Linked DNA regions of Zea mays: region 1 is linked to region 2. A link is a contact called in public Hi-C data. All regions are on one chromosome and are shown on one strand. Each heading gives the region's core, a stretch centred on a gene start, on an enhancer-like site or on the middle of the called end of the contact. The rest is flanking DNA. Distances are from core to core; before and after follow the strand shown. Region 1 holds the start of LOC103631945 (glutaredoxin-C9). Region 2 has its middle 81 kb from the start of LOC103631943.

The links. Hi-C and Micro-C count contacts between places; a contact is called where the count stands out from the background.
Region 1: a Hi-C map of tassel shows a contact between it and region 2, with 2.0 times the contacts expected there. The contact joins the promoter of LOC103631945 here to the enhancer-like site in region 2. A contact is called at or near these places in 4 of 25 Hi-C or Micro-C datasets (bundle sheath, endosperm, leaf and 1 more).

What each region holds. Positions count from the first base shown.
Region 1 is chr7:5,565,467-5,568,222 of Zm-B73-REFERENCE-NAM-5.0, forward strand. LOC103631945 (glutaredoxin-C9) reads left to right here and starts at 1,377. Exons shown (of 1, transcript XM_008653797.3): 1 at 1,377-2,344. The coding sequence starts at 1,618. The coding sequence ends at 2,097.
Region 2 is chr7:5,420,467-5,423,438 of Zm-B73-REFERENCE-NAM-5.0, forward strand. No RefSeq gene overlaps it. Among protein-coding and RNA genes, the nearest start is that of LOC103631943, 81 kb to the right of the region's middle. Within about 2 kb of position 1,520, at least 9 of the 20 cell types and tissues checked have an H3K27ac peak or open chromatin away from gene starts, as enhancers often do. A contact at or near this core is called in leaf and tassel, where this site is marked.

The DNA.
Region 1 (2,756 bases), core at 127-2,626, 140 kb after region 2:
GCATTCGTCCGGCCCGGAGAGAAAGACAAGGAGAAGAAGCGCGGCACAGGGCGCGGTGTCTGTGTATGTCTCTGTCTCGGGTCAGGTCGATCAGGTACGTCGATCGACGATCAGGGTTCAGGGTAGGTAGGTGGTGGTCCACGTACGTCGTCGTCCTCGACCTCGATCTACCACAAAGCAATGAGAAAGCAAGGGGGAGTAGTAGTGCGCGGCGCACTGGATCCCGTACGCGTGCATGCTAATGCTATGCTGTGCGCACACGCACCGGGCCGTACGTGGTCACGCACGCCGCGCGGCCGGGACATGCCATATGGCCTTTGTCCCGCGCAGGCTCTCTGGCAGTCTGGCTCGAGGTGGTCGAGGCCGGGGCGGGCGGGCGGGCGGCGGCGGCGGGCGAGCTGGGTGTCGCGGTCGCGGGCGGACAGAGGGGCGGCTGTGCTGTGTGTGTGTGTTCCGCGCCTGGCCGCTGTGTGTCCTGGCGACTGGCGTGGCGGCTGACGAATTCGCGGGACGTGGCGTTGTCGGCTCCGTGTCGGCGGCCGAACCACCACGAATCACTGACGTATCTCGTCTCCTCTCTCCTCTAGACTCCCACGATACGGCCAACGAAGTGTATGTACATATATACCCATGGTCATATGGCAACAAACGCCAACGCCAGCAGAGCACTGCCCGGCGGCCTTTTTCCCATCTCTCTCTCTCTCTCTGATGGCCTGATGGGGTGTGCATGCCTGACTGACTGATAGATAGATAGATGGTCAGGTCCGTCTGATCCTCATCGGCCTAGCTCACCCCACGCGAAAAAAGCCACTGCTGGCTGGCGCCCAGTTGCGCTTGCAACAGTCACTTTAACGAGCCCCGTCCTTGCGTTTGCCCTCCTCGCTCTGCCCCTGCCGCCGCTGCGTGGTGGTGCTGGTGCATGAGGCAGGCGTCGTACTAGTGCATGCAATGCAACCGTAGGAGTGCGTTGCGTACCCTGGTCTGTCCCTGCGGCCTGGCCTGCCGCCCTTGTTCGTTGCGGATGCGGGGGGTGCCGGGTGGGTACTGTACTGTACTACTGGGTAGAGAGAAGTAGATATAGATAGATAGAGAGAGAGAGAGGTCGGTCACCCCGGGCGCGGGACACAGCCTCTGCGAAAAAGCGATCCATGTCGCGCCTAGCTTTGACCCGGAACGGATCCCCCAACCAGGAACCAGCAGAGCAGGAGGGCCAGGCCACCACCTCTCGCCATTCCATTCCCGGTCCTAGCTAGTCCTGTTCTGTTCCTGTAGCAGTAGCTACGGTACTACGAGTCCTCCTCGACGTCCCAGGCACTACTCCACTCCACGCAGCAGCAGGCAGCGAGCATCTCTCGACCAGATGCATACAAGCTACACCCTCCTCGGCTCCGATCCTACCCATGCCGGCCCAGGCGGCCTATAAAAGCGCACCCCCGGCCCGTCTTCCTCCCACTGCATGCCCATTGCCCCCCCGGCCTTCGCCGTGCCAACGACACACCTCATCACCGGCCGGAACATTCCACGACCGAAGAAACCAGTCCCTAGCTAGTCCACGCACGACCAACAAGGCAGGCGAGCGACGACAGTCCAAAGCCTCCAAGAAGAAGAAGAACGAAGATGCTGCGGATGGAGGTGCAGCAGCAGCAGCAGGAGTCGGGAGTGAGCGGCGGCGTGGTGGCGGACGCGGCGGCGGCATCCGGGGCGGATGCCGCGCCGACGACGACGACGATGGTGGCCGCGGCGCCGCACTCGGCGTCGGCGCTGGCGGTGTACGAGCGGGTGGCGCGCATGGCGGGCGGGAACGCGGTGGTGGTGTTCAGCGCCAGCGGCTGCTGCATGTGCCACGTCGTCAAGCGCCTGCTGCTGGGCCTCGGCGTCGGCCCCACCGTGTACGAGCTCGACCAGATGGCCGCCGGCGGCGGCGGGGGCAGGGAGATCCAGGCGGCGCTGGCGCAGCTGCTGCCGCCGGGCCAGCCGCCCCTGCCCGTCGTCTTCGTGGGCGGACGCCTCCTCGGCGGCGTCGAGAAGGTCATGGCGTGCCACATCAACGGCACCCTCGTCCCGCTCCTCAAGCAGGCCGGCGCGCTCTGGCTCTGATCGCGCCGCCGCCGTCGTCGTCGTCGATCGGCCACTGCAACAGTGTGTGTGTGTGGGTGTCCATCTCCGTGCATGCGATCGATCGCTGCCCCTTAGACCTTAGTTAGTTACTCACTTACTACCTTAGCTTGCGTTTTAATGTAACCTCTACTAAGCTAGCTAGCTCTTGTTCTGTTCCGTGCCCATGCATGAGAGAGATCGAGTAATGCTGCAATCGCCTGCTGCAATTAATGCAGCAGCGCACGACGTCGCCGATATATGATGGTGCATCGATTATTGCACTCCGATCCATGGATATCATCGATCTTAACCGGACGTGGACGTACGGTGCCCCGGCCGGTGCAGGCAGATCGAGGAGGGCGGCGGCCGGCGATGCCCCCGGCTGAGGTCACAGAGCAGCAGCCGGGGGCCAGTCAGCAGCCTTGTAAAAGCGTACGTACGTACGTACGTCGTCGAGACATCAACGACGTACGGGGACGCAACGCAACGCAACCAGCCAAAACGGGATCGTTCGAACTAGAGCAAGACGTACGTACGGCTTTTGATGAGCTGGCGGTGTTAGACTGTTAGACATAAAAAAATACATAATACTATAATAAACATACAAGCTATCCATGGTTTCTAGCTTTATGCATGTTGGGGCTGCACTAATGACCATA
Region 2 (2,972 bases), core at 270-2,769:
CGGACCTTGTCTTATATCAGGTCCTATGTTCCTTTAAGCACCACGCACCGATGACCAAGTGTATTATATGATATTATTACAATACAGATGAGGAGTATGTCGCCTAAACATGATGCATCCATGGTTATACATACTCCGGCCTGCCGGTGTAAATTGGAACAAATTAAAGATTCTGTCTATAGATAGAGTACATGCAGTAATCCAGCTATAGCTGTCGGTGTAGACTGACTTGCATTGGTCGGAGCTCACTGTTATTACTACTAGCATCAAGCAACAAATTAACGGGGCATCTGGTCATGCATGCATGATGCATATGTGAACCGGCTAGCAAGTCTTAGAATATATTCAGTTGGATCGGTTGGCCTTATCTAACTTCATGTGTGCCATCATGCACGGATTCGTTTAATCTCCTCCTCTATCTGGTTTGTTTTTCTCTGTGCATATATACTCTTTAATTTCTTAGCGTAAACAGTAGGGAAGGTATATATGCATAGACCATATATGACAGTATGAGCAAGATGAGGGTGCGTGCCCTGCAAGCGACCGAAAAGGTTATCGCATGTGACTGTTGACGACGTTGGTATATATATTCATGATGTATTATTATGGATTTGCCGGGAGTGGGAGATAGACGTTGATATGATTGTGTGGGCTAGACTTCCTACTAGAGACTCTAAACCCTCCTCTGTTTTAAGAAAATTTCATTCTCTATAGTCTTTAATTGTGTCCTCTAAAACCTTCTCTTAGAGGGCACTTCTCCATTCTCTCCATATAGAGTCTCCCTCCTCTCATATACTTATTTTTTATACTCTAAACAATGGATCGATGAAGCAAGATTAAAATATGTACAAGACATTTGAGGGTATAAAAAATACGCGAAATATAGAGAACGTTGTTGAAGAGTGATGAGATATAGAGGAGACAATTTTTTAGGGCTCATTTGTTTCCCTTCATTTTGAGGAATTGGAATTTAACTAATAGAGTAGGCTATTTTTTTTCAGTATATGTGATATTCCACAACTTTCCAAAATGTATATATAAGTATATCTCAAATTCATGGTGTGAGAGATGAAAATTAATTCTATAGATTTACATGCTACTTTTCTAATGTACAATTTATAAAACATTCTTCTACTTGTTTCTCTATAACATAAATGTAGTGTATAACTATCTATCTGATATAATTTATGATAACATACAAATATATTACATAAATAAATATATTAACTCAATTAGTTTTATTTAAATTATAATTATTAGAATAGAATTTAATTCTAACGAAACAAACGGGTTCTTAGAGAAACCTGTAAAAAATAGATATAGAGAAGAGGTATAGAGAACATAATTGGAGCACAGGTTTCATGAGAGGGAAGAGGGAAATTATATACAGAGTGGGCCGGGGCGTGCATGCATGATGGCAGTGCGAGTGCCCAGTGCATGAGCCCCATCCAGATCGAGTCAACTCCAACTGCGACGTGTGCCGATTGCCGAGAGCCCGATACGCAGTGTGGCCGGCATGGAGCAGTGAGTGCAAGTGTGCAACCACGCACTGTGCAGCACATGCAGCAGCGACGGTGCATCACTCTCAATAGTAACGTGCGACCAAATAATTAAATGTGCAGTTTGACACTCTGAATAATGTATATGCAGTCTAGTGATGGATGCAGAAATAGATAAAAAAAATGGGCTGAATTATAGATTGAGAAGATGTACTAGAGATGTCCATAATGCGAATGAATAGAGCCGCCACACAGAGGATGTGCAAATTGCAAACATGTGGGTTGTTGTGTGTCGTGCGTGTGGGTGATGGTCTGATGGGTATGTGCAGCCTACTGTTATACGCGTGCATCTTGTAACCGTGAACTTTCTTTGTATGACTATGCTAAAATTACTATAGGACACTAAGTGCTACCTAGGCCGCACGACACAGAGATGGTTCGTGAAGTTCCAACGGTTATATCTCTCCTTGAGGGCTATAGGACCCTAGCTAGCCATTTGAGTGGAGTGGGAGATATCAAATGCATCAAGAGAGTTTATGCTCAGTTTCAGTAGTTCTAGACATCCAAGTGCTCAAAGAATCACTTGGTGAGTAGGCTAGGTGTTTAGTGAAGTGTTTAGATTAGTTTGACAATTATATAGCGTTTTCTTTAGGGTTTAGGCTAAATGTTTGAGCCATGTTAAAATACCTCTTATCCCTTGGTGCTTGCACACTCCATTATAATTGTACCTAAGAAGCTTGTACTCTTGTGAGATCACACCAACTATGTTTTGTGGTGTGGTTGACACTATGTACTAGAGATAACTACGTCCACGATATTTTTGCTAGAAACTTGATAGTGAAGACAATGAGAAACAGTTTAGGAGAGTATATTCTGGAGACTCACTTGTGTGTGGAAAAGTTTCGGGGCTATCCATGGAGTTACCTGATCGGGAGTTCGGCCCTTGTGTGGGCATCCTTGCGAGGGGCTCCAATGAGGACTAGGAAGAAGTTGTGTTCCTCTCGATACCTCGATAAAAGTATTGAAATTATTAGATGGAGTTTGTGTCTTTATCGCCTTTTAGTTTCTGTATTTATATTGTGTACCTTAGTTGTGTGTTTTATCTACCTAGTTTAGTTGATAGTTTTGAGACCTAGATTGCATAACTCTTTGTGGTAGAGATAGCAACTCACTTATAGTCAAAATCATAGTTGTACATGGATAGATTATTTGTTGCTTATGTTTGTCTAGGAGAAATTAGGGGCCTTAGTTTGTGAAATAGATTGCCTAATTCACCCCCTTTTAGGCATCACAGTCCCTTCAGAGGCACAAACCATCAAACCCCTCAACGATACTCTACACTCCCTCTATGATCTCTAGACAAGTCACCTTCAGTCCTCGACTGCTCGATCACCAAGTCCTATAGCTTCTATGCTTTACGTGGTCAACCATTATCATGACTTGGTCAACACGGTCTACTCCTCCATATAATAT